2 separate regions of the Mus musculus genome follow, and region 2 is linked to region 1. Evidence: chromatin contacts called from public promoter capture Hi-C data. All regions are on one chromosome and are shown on one strand. The core of a region is the stretch at or near the end of the contact, and the rest is flanking DNA. Distances in the headings are between cores, read along the strand shown. Region 1 overlaps Atrx (ATRX, chromatin remodeler). Region 2 has its middle 16 kb from the start of Pgk1.

The links. Capture Hi-C pulls out chosen DNA fragments and counts their contacts.
Region 2: a contact with region 1 is called in a promoter capture Hi-C map of liver. The contact joins two enhancer-like sites. A contact is called at or near these places in 3 of 39 promoter capture datasets (hippocampal neurons, pre-B cells and stem cell-derived epiblast-like cells), 1 of 115 datasets of contacts at active chromatin or transcription factors (embryonic stem cells) and 2 of 9 other capture datasets (adipose tissue and liver).

What each region holds. Positions count from the first base shown.
Region 1 is chrX:105,883,309-105,886,165 of GRCm38.p6, reverse strand. Atrx (ATRX, chromatin remodeler) reads left to right here. Exons shown (of 35, transcript NM_009530.2): 6 at 1,746-1,859. Among named protein-coding and RNA genes, the nearest start is that of Gm23656, 11 kb to the right of the region's middle. Within about 2 kb of position 1,500, at least 2 of the 459 cell types and tissues checked have an H3K27ac peak or open chromatin away from gene starts, as enhancers often do. A contact at or near this core is called in liver, where this site is marked.
Region 2 is chrX:106,169,930-106,172,629 of GRCm38.p6, reverse strand. No RefSeq gene overlaps it. Among named protein-coding and RNA genes, the nearest start is that of Pgk1, 16 kb to the left of the region's middle. Within about 2 kb of position 1,344, at least 51 of the 459 cell types and tissues checked have an H3K27ac peak or open chromatin away from gene starts, as enhancers often do. A contact at or near this core is called in liver, where this site is marked.

The sequences.
Region 1 (2,857 bases), core at 251-2,750:
GCTTACCTTGGGTGATTATTCTCATTGTTACTGTATTGAATATGCATACATAGCTGGCTGTTAATGAATTACCTCATTCAATCCTTCAAATCAGTGGTTCTCAACCTTCCTAATTTTTTCATCCATTAATGTAGTTCCTCATATTGTAGTGACCCCAATCATAAATTTATTTTCCTGGCTACTTCATAACTGTAATTTTGCTGTTTTTATGAATTGTAATGTAAATATTTGTATTTTCCAATAGTCTTAGGCAACCCCTGTGAACGTGTTGTTTGACGCCCAAGGGGGTGCTGAATCTCAGGTTGAGAACCACTGTTGTAAACAATGTAATATAGTAGTTATTGCTTCTAGACTGTTAGAAGTTTAGGATCAAATTCAGAGCTTCAAGGGATTTTTTTATTTCTGTGAAGCACAGATTTTAGCTCAGACCTGTCTTAAGCCAGTGCTAGTGGATCCTCTTGCTACCACAGCTTTGCTTTTGTTTAGAACACTCTTCAGGAAGGAACACTAGTTCTTAAATCTTGAGAGCTCTTTGCAAACCCTGGGGCTTCTCTGAAAGTACATACATGAAGTGACCGTCATTTACAACTACCAGTTTTGGGATGTGAGTCTTTAAGTTTACTGTAGTGGACTGTAATCAGTCCTCTGTGCCCTCCTGGCCTTTTTTATACTTCTCCGTTTAATTATTAACACCAACTAGATGGCAATAATTTGCTAAAATCTACTTGGTGCTTTTACACATCCCTGTGTTTCATATGGAACTGTGACAACTCCCTGCATTGAGTTAAATTGTTCTTATAATGGCCAGTTTAGTACTAAGCCCAGTAATGCACATAAATGTTGAGGCTTGGATCTTTTCCTTTTTTAAAGATTTATTCATTTATGTATATGAGTACACTGTAGCTGTCTTTCGCCACACCAGAAGAGGGCGTCATATCTCATTACAGTTGGTTGTGAGCCACCATGTGGTTGCTGGGAATTGAACTCAGGACCTCTGGAAGAGCAGCCAGTGCTCTTGACCACTGAGCCATCTCTCTAGCCCCGGCTTGGAGCTTTTTTATGATGTTTGTTGTATTTATTTTCTCCTCAGCCTGGAGGTTTTAGTTAGGATAGTCTTTCTAAAACATTTTAATAGACATCAACAAAAATGGTCTCATTCTACGGTTAATTGGTTGACTACTTCAGTTTTAAGTGTCTTAAAGTGACCTTCTGTTTAAAACTCTTCAAGGACTATGAATGCTGGTGAAGCTTCGCTGTACTCCGGGGGAAATTGTGTAGACTAGGTATAGCAGCAATAGAGTGAACTTTACTGTTTCCTACCCTCCACAAGCCCCCTCCCTCCGAAGCAAGGTTGAAGAACTCTTAAAAATCTTTAAAGTTCTTTTTCCAATTTGGACTGTGAGAAAAATAGGCTGTCTTTCGCTTTCTGCCAGTTACTTTAGACTGTTTAGGGAACCTGGCATGAAAGGTCATTTCCTAAGAGCTTTTGTCATAGGCACTGTAAACACGGGGAGCTGGGCTGAGGCTTTCTATTTGACTGACACATTTCTTTTAGTTCATGATACCTCCCTCCTGTTTTTATGAACTAAACTTGAATAAGTAATTTGCTGACACTTGGCCCGTTTACTACTAGCCCGTGGTCCTTATACAAACTATGTACCAGCAATGTTGGCTTGATCTGAAGTCTTGCACTTCACTTGCACATTTCATATGTGTAATTGGTTTTTTAAATGAAATCATTCTAGGTACAGTGATTGTACAACCAGAGCCAGTGCTGAATGAAGACAAAGATGATTTTAAAGGGCCTGAATTTAGAAGCAGAAGTAAAATGAAAGCTGACAATCTCAAAAAACGCGGAGGTAAATACAAGTGGAAATGAAACATGAGTTTAAATTGCTGTCTATGACCATTTTGGAAAATCTCATATGCTTACTAAAAATACCTCCATTTTTCCGCCCATTGTTTAGTAAAAGCACTACTTAAAAATAATTTCTGTTTCTCTTTGCGCTCTGAAGCAGAAAAGGTTAAAGTCCGTTTCTCAAAACACCTTTGCCTTCAGTGGCTACTAATTGTTGCTTAGCACTTCCCCACATACTGGTTCGAGAGTACGTATATGCCAGAAAAGCATGAGTGTGCCCTCCAGTGGAAGCCATTTCCAATTTGTAAAACTTTGCCTGTAGCCTCCTTCAGGTAACTTCATCCATACTCTGAATAATGCTATGGACAGTGATAGAGCATCAGATTAGGTGGTAGTTGCAGTACTTATTTAAGATAGCAACACCTTCATTCCTGACAAGTTCGAATTTCTGGATGAGCTCAAGAATGGTCCCCAGTTTGGTCTTCATGGATGCCATAGAACTCATTGCAACACTAAGTAGAGGAGATGGGAGCTGGAGTGATGAAGTCCTTTCGTTGTTCTGTCCTTCCACTCTTGGTTTTCCCTCATACACGGCCAGAGTGTCTAGCCATCCATAGGAAGAGCGTGGGGAGAATTTACTTAGAAATCTATTATAGTTGAGTTTCTGCCCCACTTTTTGTGTATGGTTTTTAAATAGTGCCTATATATAGTTTTTGGGCAGAATAATAGAGTCAGAATCTGTAACTATAAGAGGAATGACTCTTTCAAAATTAGAACATGGCAAATCTCCAAGTAAAAGTGTTATAGATGTGTCTCTTTAATATTTTTATAGTACATAATTATGAAATTATGTTGAGATTTTAAAAAAGATTTTAGATTTGTATTTTATTATATGATTATTTCAATAGAACTAGCAAAATATTTTCTATACTTAAGATAATATCAATTTATTAAATTTTAGGTTGCAGGTGAATCAAGGGATTGTTGTTTAGTCTTTTG
Region 2 (2,700 bases), core at 95-2,594, 290 kb before region 1:
AGACTTATATAGCACCCTACTCTATGGACATATTGTAAATTATTTTAGCATATTTAACATTATTATGATCTCCAAGTTTTCACCATTACAAAAAAAATAAATAAATAAAAGGTCAGGCCCAGCAACCACATGGTGGCTCACAACCATCTGTAATGGGATCTGACGCCCTCTTCTGGTGTGTCTGAAGGCAGAGACAGTGTATTCACATAAATATACAAATCTTTTTTTTTTAAGACATTTTTTAAAAAATTTAAAAAGAAATAGCTTTATGGCTGGAGAGGTGGCTCTGAAGTTAAGAGAGCTTGCTGCATAAATGCTCTTTACTCCAGCGTCAAGATTTCTGACGCAAGCCGGGCGTGGTGGCGCATGCCTTTAATCCCAGCAATTGGGAGGCAGAGGCAGGCGGATTTCTGAGTTCGAGGCCAACCTGGTCTACAAAGTGAGTTCCAGGACAGCCAAGGCTACACAGAGAAACCCTGTCTCGAAAAACCAAAAAAAAAAAAAAAAAAAGAAAAGAAAAGAAAAAAAGAAAGGAAAAAAAAAGAGTTCTGACGCCCTTTTGTCCTCCTTAGGCACCAGCAATGCACTCACAGGCACACCTGTGGGAGCGCTCCCTTGCAGCGCCACTTCCTGCCCTCCACTGCCTGGCAGCACACCCCTCCCTTTTCCTTTTCTACCCTCAAATCCAAACACAAAACTTAGCACTCTGTGTGCCATCCACTCCGCACACACTGTCCGGCAGGTCAGTCCTATATATTAATTATTAATAAATTAAAGAGTAATAAAAATGGAGTGAACGAGGTTGGGGAGATGGCTAAATGTGTAAAACGCTTGTTCTTCAAAGTCGAGGACCTGAGTTTAATCTCCAGCACCCACAGAAAAGCCGAATGTGGCAACCAGAATGTATAATCTCAGGGCTCGGGAGCCAGAAACAGGACGATCCCTGGGACTTGCTAGCCAGCCAATCTAGTCAAAGCAGCGAGTTCCAAGGCCAACGAGAAGCCCTGTCTCAAAACATGATGACCGGAGGATCTACCAAGGAAGACATTAACACGGAACTCTGGCTCACGCACACTCAAGCACCCCCCTCCCCCACCCCCCCACACACACACACTTTGGGATTTCTGACCTCTAGGACTGTGAAGAATACATGTCTGTTGCTTTAAGTCACTGTGTTCGTAATAATTCGTTATAGTGGACACAAGAAATTGATACACACTGTGTTGTTACCTGCTTATCTGATAACAGTGGAGTGCTTAGGCGGCTCATTAAGAAAGAACAATGGGGCCCAATAGGCTGTCGAGGGTTCTACTTGGTGCCTGCTCCAGCATTGCTTGGTTGGTTATTCCTCGGATGACCAGCAGGTGGAGGTGCTATACAGGAGATGAAGAGGAACTTCCTTCCCGTTCACATTCTCCCTGCATTTTTATTTCTTTTGAGGCAAAATCTGTGTCCCAGGCTGCCCTTTAACTCACTATGTAGCTGAGAATGGTCTTGAACTGCCTGTTCTCTTGCGTCCATTTTCCAAGACCTAGAATTACAGGTGTGCCTCACTCTACCCAGATCCTCGTTAAATAGCTTATTTTCATCCTTCATACCCTAAAATCAGAATCTTCTTTCTCAAAGCAGCATGTTTGGCCCTTGTGCATCTTCAGGCTGTAGAAAATTTAGATTCCAGAAATTAGATTGGGCATTTCTCTTTCTCCCTCCCTCTCTTCCCTCCTTATCTTTCCTCCTTTCTCCTTTTGTAACAGCATCTCGTGTTCTCTGCTAGTCTAGAACTCATTGAGCAGCCAAAGCTGACCTTCAACACCAAACCCATCTGATTCCACCTCCTGAATGCCGAGATTACAGACACATCCACAACAACACCCACTTTGTGTGATACTGAGGTTTAAACCCAGGATTCCAACCCTGTTAAAACAGCACTCTTCTAGCTAAAACTACAGTCCCAATCTCTAGACTTGGCATTTCAAAAACTGCAAAGGATTTTTGAAGTGTAGCCAAGGCCATACTGTGTTGCCCAGGCTGGCTGAGACCTTAATCTTCCTGCTTTAAGCATCTTAAGTATTTAGGAGTGCAGGAACATGCCACCATGCCCTGCTGAAGAGCTGTTAGTATTTACAAAGCTTTCGATGCTGGAAAATTGCAACCTTTGATCTGGCTCTGTTGGTATATGCCTGCAATCCCAGCTACTTAGGAGGCTGATACTGGATGACTCCATTTAGTTCAAGGCCTGTCTGGGATGAAGAGGGGGTTCAAGGCAAGCAGGAGGAAATTAGTGAGAACTTGTCTCAAAAAGAGAAGTCAAAAGAGAGCTGTGGATATAACCCATTGGTCAATTGAGGCCCTAGGTTTTATGTCCAGTATAGTAATATATAATCAAATACTGTGCTCTTTGGAGAAAATGCTCCAGGTTTGTCTTTATGGCCCTTGTGCATCTTCAGACTTAGCTAATAACAAGATGGACTAAGCTGGTAGCCATTGTATTTATAGTGGCTTCTCTTTAATAATGCCAACATCAAACATGGTGCTCCTTCCATGCCAGTTCCTTCTGTCATGAAGAAGATGGGTTTCTTAGCTAGTGTTTCTCGGACAGAAGTGCCACTGATCCCTGCTATGTGTTAGTTCAGTTAATCCTTACAACACTTTAGAAGATGCTGTTTCAGGGATGCCATTTTAATAGATAAGACACATGAA